2 separate regions of the Arabidopsis thaliana genome follow, and region 1 is linked to region 2. The links are chromatin contacts, called in public capture Hi-C maps. All regions are on one chromosome and are shown on one strand. Each heading gives the region's core, a stretch centred on a gene start, on an enhancer-like site or on the middle of the called end of the contact. The rest is flanking DNA. Distances are from core to core; before and after follow the strand shown.

What was found. Capture Hi-C pulls out chosen DNA fragments and counts their contacts.
Region 1: a capture Hi-C map of root shows a contact between it and region 2, with 2.5 times the contacts expected there. The contact joins the promoter of AT2G18140 here to the promoter of AT2G18070 in region 2. A contact is called at or near these places in 15 of 26 Hi-C or Micro-C datasets (callus, cotyledon, leaf and 5 more), 2 of 2 datasets of contacts at active chromatin or transcription factors (seedling and shoot) and 2 of 3 other capture datasets (root and seedling).

Annotation. Positions count from the first base shown.
Region 1 is chr2:7,886,783-7,892,792 of TAIR10.1, reverse strand. AT2G18140 (Peroxidase superfamily protein) reads left to right here and starts at 3,915. Exons shown (of 4, transcript NM_127371.1): 1 at 3,915-4,154; 2 at 4,249-4,440; 3 at 4,519-4,684; 4 at 4,794-5,209. The coding sequence starts at 3,915. The coding sequence ends at 5,209. It overlaps AT2G18150 (Peroxidase superfamily protein), which reads left to right. Exons shown (of 4, transcript NM_127372.4): 4 at 80-759. The coding sequence ends at 495.
Region 2 is chr2:7,848,354-7,854,879 of TAIR10.1, reverse strand. AT2G18070 reads right to left here and starts at 2,351. Exons shown (of 4, transcript NM_127363.4): 1 at 2,041-2,351; 2 at 1,635-1,669; 3 at 1,388-1,453; 4 at 1,214-1,272. The coding sequence starts at 2,351. The coding sequence ends at 1,214. It overlaps VND1 (vascular related NAC-domain protein 1), which reads left to right and starts at 3,327. Exons shown (of 4, transcript NM_001335579.1): 1 at 3,327-3,462; 2 at 4,572-4,742; 3 at 4,822-5,093; 4 at 5,822-6,526. The coding sequence starts at 4,577. The coding sequence ends at 6,481.

The DNA of each region.
Region 1 (6,010 bases), core at 2,666-5,165, 36 kb before region 2:
AAGGAAGAAATTTACTTGCTTCTAAAGCTAAGTTGAACCTTAATAACGGGTTTATCATAATTTGACCTCAATTTTTCAGGGAGCCACACCATTGGATTTTCAAGATGCACTAGTTTCAGACAGAGACTGTACAACCAATCCGGAAACGGAAGTCCCGACAGAACCTTAGAGCAATCCTACGCTGCTAACTTGCGCCAAAGGTGCCCTAGATCGGGTGGGGACCAGAACCTGTCAGAGCTTGACATCAACAGCGCTGGAAGATTTGATAACAGCTACTTCAAGAACTTGATCGAGAACATGGGACTGTTGAATTCCGACGAGGTCTTGTTCTCTAGCAATGAGCAATCAAGAGAGCTCGTCAAGAAGTATGCAGAGGATCAAGAAGAGTTCTTCGAGCAGTTCGCGGAGTCGATGATCAAGATGGGGAATATCTCTCCCTTGACAGGTTCGAGTGGTGAGATCAGAAAGAATTGCAGGAAAATTAATAACTCTTGATTTCCTAGTATCGGATGGGAGAAATAGAAATGTGACATGTTTTGGAGGAAGGAATTTATGTTTATGTTTTTTTTTATATTGTATGAGTCTGTATTTCTTTGTGTCAAGAATTTGAATTTTGTAAGTTTAAATGATTGAAACTATCTATAATTAAAATGTTATTACAGTTACGTTTGTTTAAGGCCTTATGGAAACTCTATAGGTCATGAAAGTCGACCAGAAATAACGAGATATGAAAACAAAATAAAATAACATCATGGAAAATCTTAAAAAATGTAGTGTCTAAATATTTGATATCCTAACTATAATCTTTTAAAATAATTAGGTTTGAAGGAAATTGGCCGAACATATTCTCACCTTCTTTTTTGCATTTTTCTTTTCTAAATATGTCGACGAAATTTTGAAAAAAAAAAATATGCATCTCGACGAATTCATTGTCCAGTTGTATATGTGAGTGAATAAGGCATATGTTTATCTATTAGTTTTATCCTTTTCCTCTTTGAATCCTATTATAGAAATCCAAAGTTGGTCTGTGTCTACACGATTTCAATGATGACATATAGGGGCATGCTTGCTTCTCCACATTTAGTTATTCCATGCATATATTATACACGATGTGATGTATTTTTGAAGATATTCCATGCATCGTTCAAGTTATAAATAATATATATATATGACTGATCGAGAAAACAAAAAATCGTTTGTAATATGTTAGCTTAACATAGCCATGACTTAATCTACTGTTTAGTAAATATGTTAAGCTTTAAAATTTTCATAGTAGAATACTTGTGGTTGTACTTGCCTAGTAGCAAACACGATGTTTTAAACGCCAAAATTCTATGTACCGTACAAGGCATAGTTCACAGTATATTTCTCTACATATATTTTAAGATCTTTTGTTGTGTCGATTTTGGTTATAGAACATGTCAAAACTCATATTTGTGGCTAAGCCTATAGGTTCAATTACTTATATGTTGGAGTGCGAATATGTTAACTACACAGAATTTGTTAAAGGAGATAGCTTTTATGTACATCTTAGGGACCTAGTTTAGAATTCATTCACTACAAAAGGCCGCAAATTGCTATAGGACATTCACTATTCTTCTCTAGAATTACAATGAATGTTATTGAAATAGTAACAACCTCCCACAACCAAACTACCAATCTTGCATCATTTTTGGTGGAGCGACGCCACACCTTGTGTACATCTCTCGAGAATACATTTAAGCTTGTAAGTCTTCATGAAACAGTTTTTTGAAATTTATAAAAATTGCTCAACCCTAAACCTTACAATTGACAATTTTCTTATTCCACACCAATTGGAATTTCCTATTCTACTAAAAATAAATATTGACAAATTTCTTTTTTGTTTATGGACAAGAAAACTTTGTCTTCACATTCTCATCTTGAATATACTATTCAAGATGTATATCCAACTCAACAGACGCATCTTCTCTTGTCTAAATCGGCCCTAAACTTCTGAAGAAACCAAATTTAGATTAGAAATTTGTCTACGAATGAATTATCAAATTATAGAAAAGAACATACGAATGATTTCAATCATCTACTACAATTTTAGTATTAATTAATCATAAAATAATCACTAAAATTACTTACTTTAGATATATGTCGCTGAGTGCCTTAAAATTGAGAAGAAACCAACAAAGAAAATAATTTATAAAATTTAGTTAACGAATGAAAAAAGTAGGTCAATGTACTCAATGATGCCTCTTCTTTCCGTCGGTTATTATTTTTGTCTTAGGACTGAGACATATTTTTTATGAGCTTTTCTGTTTAATTGTTTTGGGCTGAAATATTATTTTCGTTTTAATTGAGTTGGGTTGGACATTAGGATAGGGCAATTCATTTTCTATTCTAATGGCCCAAAATATATAATCAGTAAATGAATTCAATGTGTAATTTTGTTTTTCCTGAAAAAGAATGTCGGACACGTGCCCAACCCCCTCTAGACGTGGGTCCGCCCCTACTTGCAACTTAACAACTTTTAATGCTCATAATGTAATCAGTAAACATTGGTAAATTTAAACAGGAAAAATATACTAAAAAGAATCCATATATTTTTTATTGGACGTTTAGTACGCCAAATATTTTAGTTGGAAAAAATATCCCATTTAAAATATATATAATTAAAAAAATTCATCTTTGAATTATGGATAGATTTGAGCCTACGACTTAATAGCCATTAACAGGCATTACAAAATCACTGAACGATGTTAAATGTTTACTTCATGTGTTGATATATATATATATATATATATATATATAATCTTTATTCAAAATTTACAAATGTATTAGCGTTGTCTGGTGGTAATAAATGGATTATTTAAACCTTTTAATCACCATCTATTTGTTACAAAGTTTATTTTAATCTTTTTAATCACTACTACTTCTAACTTTTGGTTCTATTTTTGCTCTTTCAAACAAAAAAATTAGTTTTAACCGTAAAAAGTTAAAAACATATATCTTTTTCCGACCAAACAATTTTTTATTTTTTTTTGAATATTTGAAGGTTCTGGGACAAAGCCCGTAATCCTACCAGACCTGAAATCATAACATATAATATTAGTTTCGTTCCAAACGTCACTCGAACCAACGATATCTAAACTTTGCATCGAATATTAATTGAGCTAATAACACTTGGTCAAACAACTTTATAAAAACCATTAAACCAGCAATGTAACCGAAATGACGGTAAAATAGTCAAACAACTCGTGCAACTTTGCGACATTTGGATACCAAACCCCAAGATTTAGTCCTTTTGAATTCAAGCCATTTTTTCAATAACAATTCTTCAAAATACCACACTTTTAAATTTTGTTGTCAGGAATACTACTATTAATTTAATGTTCCAAAAATACTATCAAAATATTTTGTTTTTCAAAAATATCACAACATCAAAAATTGATGTTCAAAGATTCAAAATATTGTTTTTAGGTTTGGGTTACCTATTTTAGATTTAGAGTATTTTTTTTAAGGGTTAAAATTTTGTGTTTATAGTTTAAGGGCCTTAGTTTTGAATACTGAAAGTTTAATTTAGTTTTGTGGTATCTTTGGAAAACTAAAATGTAATTGATATTTTTATAATTATTAAACTCTCTAAATATTAAACTAATAGTGGTAATTTTAAAAACCAAAATTTAAATCCACGATCTCTCTGTATTTTTAAAAATTATTGTCATTTTTAATTTATATCTTCTTAATTGATTAATTCCAATCAAGGTACCAAGTCTATTGCCTTTGTTTGTTCCTCTTCATGACGCCAAACTCTCTGTATATAAATTGATTTATATCTACTTAATTGATTAATTCCAATCAAGGTACCAAGTCGATTCTTCTTCTCTTATCATCACAAAGTCATCTCCTTTCTTATTTCTTGATCTAGCTAGCGACAATTGAAAATGGCAAGAATCGGGAGCTTTCTCATTCTTCTGTCTCTCACTTACGCTCTTACTCTCTGCATCTGTGACAACGCGAGTAACTTTGGCGGCAACAAAAGGAACCTCTTCCCAGATTTCTACAGGAGCTCGTGCCCTAGAGCGGAGGAGATCGTGAGGTCCGTTGTAGCCAAGGCATTTGAAAGGGAGACTCGTATGGCTGCTTCTCTCATGAGGCTCCATTTCCACGATTGTTTCGTTCAGGTACTAGAGAGTCATTTTTAGAACTTGCTCAACAAGCTAATTACTAATGCTGAGAATCATCATTAATCTTATCTATTTAAATGAAAATGTGTAGGGTTGTGATGGATCGTTGCTTCTAGACACCAGTGGGAGTATAGTTACTGAGAAGAACTCTAACCCTAACAGCAGATCGGCTCGCGGGTTTGAAGTTGTTGACGAGATCAAGGCAGCATTAGAGAATGAATGCCCTAACACTGTCTCTTGTGCTGACGCCTTAACTCTAGCTGCTAGAGACTCCTCTGTTCTTGTAAGTCGCTTTCTTTCTCTTGCTCTCTCTTTTACTTCTTTGAGTTGTCAAGATTCAATTTCGTTTGGTTTTGTGTAGACAGGTGGGCCAAGCTGGACGGTTCCTTTGGGAAGAAGAGATTCGGCAACTGCAAGCCGGGCTAAACCAAACAAAGACCTTCCTGAACCCGACAACTTGTTCGACACAATTTTCTTGAGATTTAGCAATGAAGGTCTCAATCTGACTGACCTCGTTGCTCTATCCGGTAAGCTTACTTCACACACAAGGAAGATTTTGACTTTACTTGCTTTGGAAGCTAACGTTAAACCTTACAAAATGGTCGTGTCATACGTTCTGACCGAAAAAAATTTCAGGGAGCCACACCATTGGATTCTCAAGATGCACTAGTTTCAGACAGAGACTTTACAATCAATCCGGAAGCGGAAGTCCCGACACAACCTTAGAGAAATCCTACGCTGCTATCTTGCGCCAAAGGTGCCCTAGATCGGGTGGGGACCAGAACCTTTCCGAGCTTGACATCAACAGTGCTGGAAGATTTGATAACAGCTACTTTAAGAACTTGATTGAGAACATGGGACTGTTGAATTCCGACCAAGTCTTGTTCTCTAGCAACGAACAATCGAGAGAGCTCGTGAAGAAGTATGCAGAGGATCAAGAAGAGTTCTTCGAGCAATTCGCGGAATCGATGATCAAGATGGGGAAGATCTCTCCCTTGACAGGTTCGAGTGGTGAGATCAGAAAGAAATGCAGGAAAATTAATAACTCCTGATAACGTAATATTGAATGGGCGAAATAGAAATGAGACTTATTTTGGTCTTTTGGAAGAATGATGATAACTTATGTTTGTGGTTTTTTTTTCTTGTTTCTTTAAGTTAAGAATTTGAAGTTGTGAGTTCAAAAATGATTAAAACTCTATATACTTAAAAGGTTATTGCTATAATTACGTTTGTTAAACACCTAATAAAAATTCTATAGATCATTAATTAGACTAGCGTAAAATGGTCATGAAAACTGAATAGAAGAAATATAAGTACTAGCCTAAAAATATAAGAAATTAAACTAGGGCAAAAATTTATGTTTGATATTTATTTCTTATTTTGTATGAGTCTGTAATTCCTTATGTCAAGAATTTGAAATTGTGAGTTCAAAATGATTAAAACTCTATATACTTAAAAGTTTATTTCTATGATTACGCTTGTTAAAGGTCCAATGAAAACTCTATAGGCCATTAATTAGACTAGCGCAAATGGTCATGAAATCTGAATAGAAGAAATATAAGGACTAGCGCAAAAATATAAGAAATTAAAGTAGCGCAAAAATTTATGGTTGTGTTTTTTTTTTCTTATTTTGTATGAATCTATATTTCTTTATGTCAATAATTTGAATTTTTGAATTCAAAAATGATTAAAACTCTATATACTTAAAAGGTTATTTCTTTAATTACGTTTGTTAAAAATCCAATGAAAACTCTATATGCCATTAATTAGACTAGCGGAAAATAGTCATGAAATCTGAATAGAATAAATATAAAGACTAGCGCAAAAATATAAGAAATTAGACTAGCACACAC
Region 2 (6,526 bases), core at 1,102-3,601:
ATAGTTAAATTATTAATGACAAGAAATACCGAAAATACATGAAACCTAAATAAATAAATAAACACTTTGGCCTTTCATTTAAGGCAAGAAAATTTCAAAAATAAAACTTTCAGTTTATTTGTTAGAGTTCACACACGTTCAAAAATAGAAATTTTCAAAAAGTTCGTTTTCATTCCTAATTATGGCTTGTAACTATTAAGTATTAACCATACCGAACTTATCTTAAAATTCGGAGATAGAAGCTCTATACACATAGCTATGTCAAGTGTTTTGTTGCATATCCCAAGTCCCAACACTATATCAAGTTTCCAAGACGGGTTGCTCTAAGTTAGTAAAACTCACTTAATCATTTCTAATGGCTAACTTTTCATATACCAAGCGAGTTAAGCTTCAATATAGTTTAGTAGTTATAATTTACGCATTCTTTGATTTATTGTTGTTGAAATTCTTTGATGTTTTTTGTTTGTAAACTATGTTTTTCCCTGCTTTGTTTAAATCTTGCGATAAACATTTGATTACACTTTTAAAGCCCTATGAGAAATATATATAAATATAAATTGAAAATTATTAAATATTAATCTTCAATGATTAATGAGTTTGGAGGAAGGTCTTTGTCATGAAGGTTTAGGCGGGTCCAACTCAAAGATCTTCTTTTGCCGGTTACGCTAAATTCATTTATGAAAAGTGTTTTATTTTTTCAAAATTGAATGTAAAAAGCTTTAACTTTAATGGGGTATATTGGATCAGTAATTTGATTTTTTTTTTTCTTTTTAGATCATTTTCTTTATTGAATTGATTTTTTTTTAAATGTATTAAATTCTGCCTCATTGAATCTAGGGTTTGTTAAAATTATTTCAAATCTAAAATTATTTGATCACAAAAAAGGTTCTAAAATTTTACATAAATTGAAAATTGAGAATTTTGCGATGAAGTTATTATACACTTAACAATTTCAAATGATTTAAGAGACAATTTAAATTAGTTCAAATGAGTGGGTAGGAATTTACACCCAATGATGATATTTCAAACAGTTTTAAAAATTGAACAAGTCAATTTTGTCCTCTCATTCCATTTTCATTCATTAATCAGTTCGGAATCCTAAAAACAAAAATATTGAACAACTGCAGCCGTGGTTCCTACGGTAGCTTGACTGAGGGTTCCTTCCAACTAGTGGTAACAAGTTACGCGCCCATGAATACAAGTCTACAGATAATCACCTTGGGAGGCCTGTCCACATTTTATAGTTCAATAACATTTCATAACACACTTGTCCTAGTTCACATAAGGGATCACACAAACCTGAGCGGTCATCCAAACTATAAGCGGAAGCTTGTTTTGTCCTTGATTAATATAATAGCCAAAGCATTAGGTTTAGGGATCATGATACTTACGTTCTCCCTCAGTGTCGGTAATACAATAGCCAAAGCATTAGGTCTTGTACGCAGTACCATTCCTAATGCAATCAAACTTTCCAACTGATAGTAAAAGAAAAAATACAACATAATTATGGAGTTAGCTTTGCCAAATAAAAAGTAATAAAAATAATGGAGTTAGTCAGTTAGCTAACAAAAGACATATAGGTAAAAATGCTGCCTAGCAAAAACATAGATCATGAATTTGAATTCCAAAATTACCGGATCCTCTCAACCTTTGGCACCTCATTGTTGTGCTGCCAATTGAGTGAAAATACGATTACACGAAATTAAACAATAGTGTCATAATTGGAAGTTGGTCGTCGAACCAATGGACTGATGTTTTGTAGACAAGTTCAGGAATATGAGATAAAGGAACATCGATCAGCTTTCGCAAAGGAGACTCTTTGAACAACTTCAGCCATGGAAATTGTACTCCGGAAATCGCTCTCCCAAAGTTATCGAGAAATCGCAATAGTTGAACCTCCAACTCAAACGCATATTTTTTCTATAACCAAACAGAACAAACAAAATATGATAGTTTTTATTTAGCAAAAAAAAATGAATTTTGATTTATGGATTATCCATCTAGATGAGAGTTACACATCGCATGCATCGACTGACTTACCGATCATTTCGAGGAGGTAAGCCGCAAGATCTGAAGGATCGATAGACACTATAGGCTTCATCTCTTTCTTTGGGTTTTGACTTTTTACTTTCCTTCGCCTTCAGATTTTCATTCCTCACCTCCACATTAGCATTTTTCTCCTCAAATGAACGGAAAACGTCCTCACCGGTAGGTTGGTTTCCACTGGCCGCCTGATCCGCTGGTTTTCGCTTCCGAATGCTCTTCGAGGACACGACTTTCTTCCATCCATGGTCGTCGACGTGGGAGTTACATTTAGAAGTCTCACATACATTGTACTCGATCGGTTCCATTACCTTTTCTAAAGTCTCTCACTTTTTTCGTTGTTTTTTGATATTTGTTATCACTCTCTCTAGCCTCTAGCATACTTAAACCAAAGTGGACGACGTGATTTTATCGAAGGAAGAAGGGTTTTTCATAACTTTGTGACATAAACGTTATTAGGGTTATTCTTTATCTTTTTATTATTAGATTTGAATATTTTTGCTTGTAACCACTTATTTCATTAAAATCTGCATCTTTTAACATTTATCTTTTTCAGATAATTATAAAAAAAAATTCAAGAAAGTTATTTAAAATTAAATCCCTTTGACATAATTACAAGAAAGTTAAACTAGACCATATGTTTTAAAATTGAATACCTTTCACATAATTACCTTTAAACTACATAATTAGAAAAAAAGTTTTTAGCTTATTTGTCAATCAAAGATCATTTAAAAGCGGTTTGCCAAAAAAAAAAAAAAAAAAAAAAAAAAAAAAAAAGATCATTTAAAAGCTACATAAGCCCACACCATCTACAAATACAAACTATGATTAATGAAAAACTTATACAATACCTTATTCTTGTAAATATATTTTAAATCTTTACCAAATCACAATAATTCTATTTGCACACCGCGAAAATATCTGAAAGGCTTGCTTCCATTAATCGGTAATAATTAATAATTTTTAAAAGTCGAATCCCATATTTAGTGTAGAAATATTGTTATTATTATTTTTGAATACTGTGAGAATTTTAGATTAATTCATAAATATTTACAGCTAGCGTGTGTAACAAAAACAATAAAATTGAGAGTGAATAAATATATAAAACCGGGAAAGATTAAAAACAATAAAAGCCAAGAGGAGAGTGACGTGAATGAATGAATGGGGACATGGTACTGAAGGCCACGCGCAATGGAACGGTCCACACTCTCTCCTCCTCACCTTTATATTCACCAAATGGGATCGTCTTTCTCATTAATTCGTCTTCTTTCTTCTTCTTCCTCTCTTCACCACTTCTCTCTTCTTTCTAATTAAGTTGTTCTCACCAGTCACCACCATTGATCTTCCTAGGTTTTCTTTTTGTTTCCGTCACATACTCGATCAATTATAATTATATATTCGGCTGCGAAGATTTACAAGGTAAACTTAATATATCAACAAAGGGATTTCAAGCACATATTAGTATAATACTTACTTATACGTATGTGTGTGCTATTTTTTCTTTTTGTTACGTATGTGTGTTCTCTGGACTTCGAGTATGGATCATTTGTAACTTTTGAGCATCACTAATTTCTCTTTTTTGATCATGTTTTTAAAAAAAATATATATTTTTGCTGGTTAATATATGTATGTAGCTTTTCCTACATATTGAGATCAAACGTTAAATCGATTCTGGATTCATCTTTGAAAAATGTTTAAAGATCAGGAACGTCAAAATCAGTGTAAATCTTCTGTCGTTATGTCATAACAAAGAAATTAAACATGGGGTTTTATGAATCTCTAGGTTTGCATCGTCCCCTATATAGATATATTTTTTGGATGAACAAGCTTTTTTTGTTTGTATACTGCTAGGGTTATCCTAGCCTTTAGTATATTTATGATTATAATAAATTGATTTCAATTTAAAAAAAAAGAAAAAAAAAGAGTTTTGAGAAGAACGCCGTTCTTGATGATCATTGCCGCCATTTACTAACATTAATGTACAACAGAACAGCATCATTATAACTCCCCATGTCCGTTTGTTATGATCGCATCTCATCTTGATTTCTTCAACTCAAAACCTAAATTTCATACATGTAAATATCATTTTACGTATGTATGCATGTATATAAATTAATAAAAATATGTAACTTATTGATCATAATTATGCATGTTATGAGAGAGTTTAAATGGTGAGCAAGTGGGAATTCACCACGAAATGAGTTTTATATATGCTTATATCTCATAACATTTTGTCAACTATCTCTCGAGTACTTTATAAATGATTTTGTTAGATAGCACTCTATGAATGATAATTATATATTTTTCTTCTTATTCTTCTTATTTGTCTTCACAAAATTTAGCTTATGTTTTTCATTATAGCTCTAATATGTCGCCTTCCACTATCCCATGTTATCATTTGAGATCTTCTGAAATCATATGTTGTGATCTCAAAAATTATATATAAGTATAGACGAAAATAAGAGAATATTTCCGTACATGTATATTTATATTATTGTTCATTTTGGTGTTTCATTTTGTTGGTGTAGAAATAATGGAGCCAATGGAATCTTGTAGCGTTCCTCCAGGATTTAGGTTCCATCCGACGGACGAAGAGCTTGTCGGGTACTATCTAAGGAAGAAAATCGCATCGCAAAAGATTGATCTCGACGTCATCAGAGACATCGATCTCTACAGAATAGAACCATGGGATCTACAAGGTTACTTACCGAACACCGTGAGATATTTTACTTTGGTTAAGGTTTTATTGATTATCACCTTAAATTTTAAATGTTACAGAACAATGTCGAATCGGTTATGAGGAACAAAATGAATGGTATTTTTTTAGTCACAAGGACAAGAAATATCCAACGGGGACAAGAACTAATAGAGCGACCATGGCTGGATTTTGGAAAGCCACGGGAAGAGACAAAGCTGTTTACGACAAAACAAAACTAATTGGTATGAGGAAAACACTTGTGTTCTACAAAGGACGTGCACCTAATGGCAAGAAATCCGATTGGATCATGCATGAGTACCGGCTCGAGTCAGATGAGAATGCACCGCCCCAGGTACTTGTGTTTCTACTTTGGTGGGGACAAAACATTTTTGTTTTAATTAGGGCTTCTTGTCTCTTGGGCTCTTTCGTGAGGCACATGCTAACTTTTAGGTGAAAGTCCATTAATACTTATATTCAATCAGAAAAAAGAAAGTAAAAGTCTCTCCTAAACTAGTATCAAATTTCAGTCTCACGTCAATTTTTATTATAAATATTTTGACCATTGCAGAATTTTACAGTTTTCCACTAACCAAAAACAGAAAAGTTCAATCACATTTCCTTTTGAAGTAGTAAACATGTAAACTTTTGTCTCGTTTATAACAATTATAAATTATTTAATCCCTTTTGTAGTAATCTTTCGCATATATATTTGTACGCTAGCAATTTCCTCTATAGAAAATGATCTATATATGTTTGTAGTATATATTGTTTATGATTATAGTTGTGCTTGTTTTTTCAATATCTTAAAGTCAATAAAGTTCAAAAGTGAAACTCTATTAGATTGCATGAGTATGTACCTATACATTTCACTAGCTTTCTTATTTTTGGTCTCACACTTTTCAAGCATGTCCTTATGTGTGTTTCACTAAAATCTAACTGCCTTTTCTCCATCTTTTTGTTTGCATTGGCCTTATGTATTATATGATTCTTTACCAATTTTTGAAACATCAATTCAAGCCAAAGATTCTATTTACATGTCATGTCTTCTTATGATCATTTTTGTGCATATATGTGTTTTAGGAAGAAGGATGGGTGGTTTGTAGAGCATTCAAAAAAAGAGCTACAGGGCAAGCCAAGAACACGGAAACTTGGAGCTCAAGTTACTTTTACGATGAAGTTGCACCGAATGGAGTTAACTCGGTTATGGACCCCATTGATTACATATCTAAGCAGCAACATAACATTTTTGGGAAAGGTTTGATGTGTAAGCAAGAACTAGAAGGAATGGTTGATGGTATAAACTATATACAATCGAATCAATTCATTCAGCTCCCACAACTCCAAAGCCCTTCTCTCCCGCTGATGAAAAGACCTTCAAGCTCGATGTCCATAACATCAATGGATAACAATTACAACTATAAACTCCCATTAGCGGATGAAGAAAGCTTCGAGTCATTCATAAGAGGAGAGGATAGAAGGAAGAAGAAAAAGCAAGTAATGATGACGGGAAATTGGAGAGAGTTAGACAAGTTTGTTGCTTCACAACTTATGAGCCAAGAAGACAATGGAACTTCAAGTTTCGCAGGTCATCATATAGTTAATGAAGATAAAAACAACAATGATGTGGAGATGGATTCGTCAATGTTTTTGAGCGAAAGAGAAGAAGAAAACAGGTTCGTCAGTGAATTCTTGAGTACAAACTCGGATTATGATATTGGGATTTGCGTATTTGATAATTGAATGAAACTACATAGATGGCATGTGAGATTTGTTGGTACGTTTACT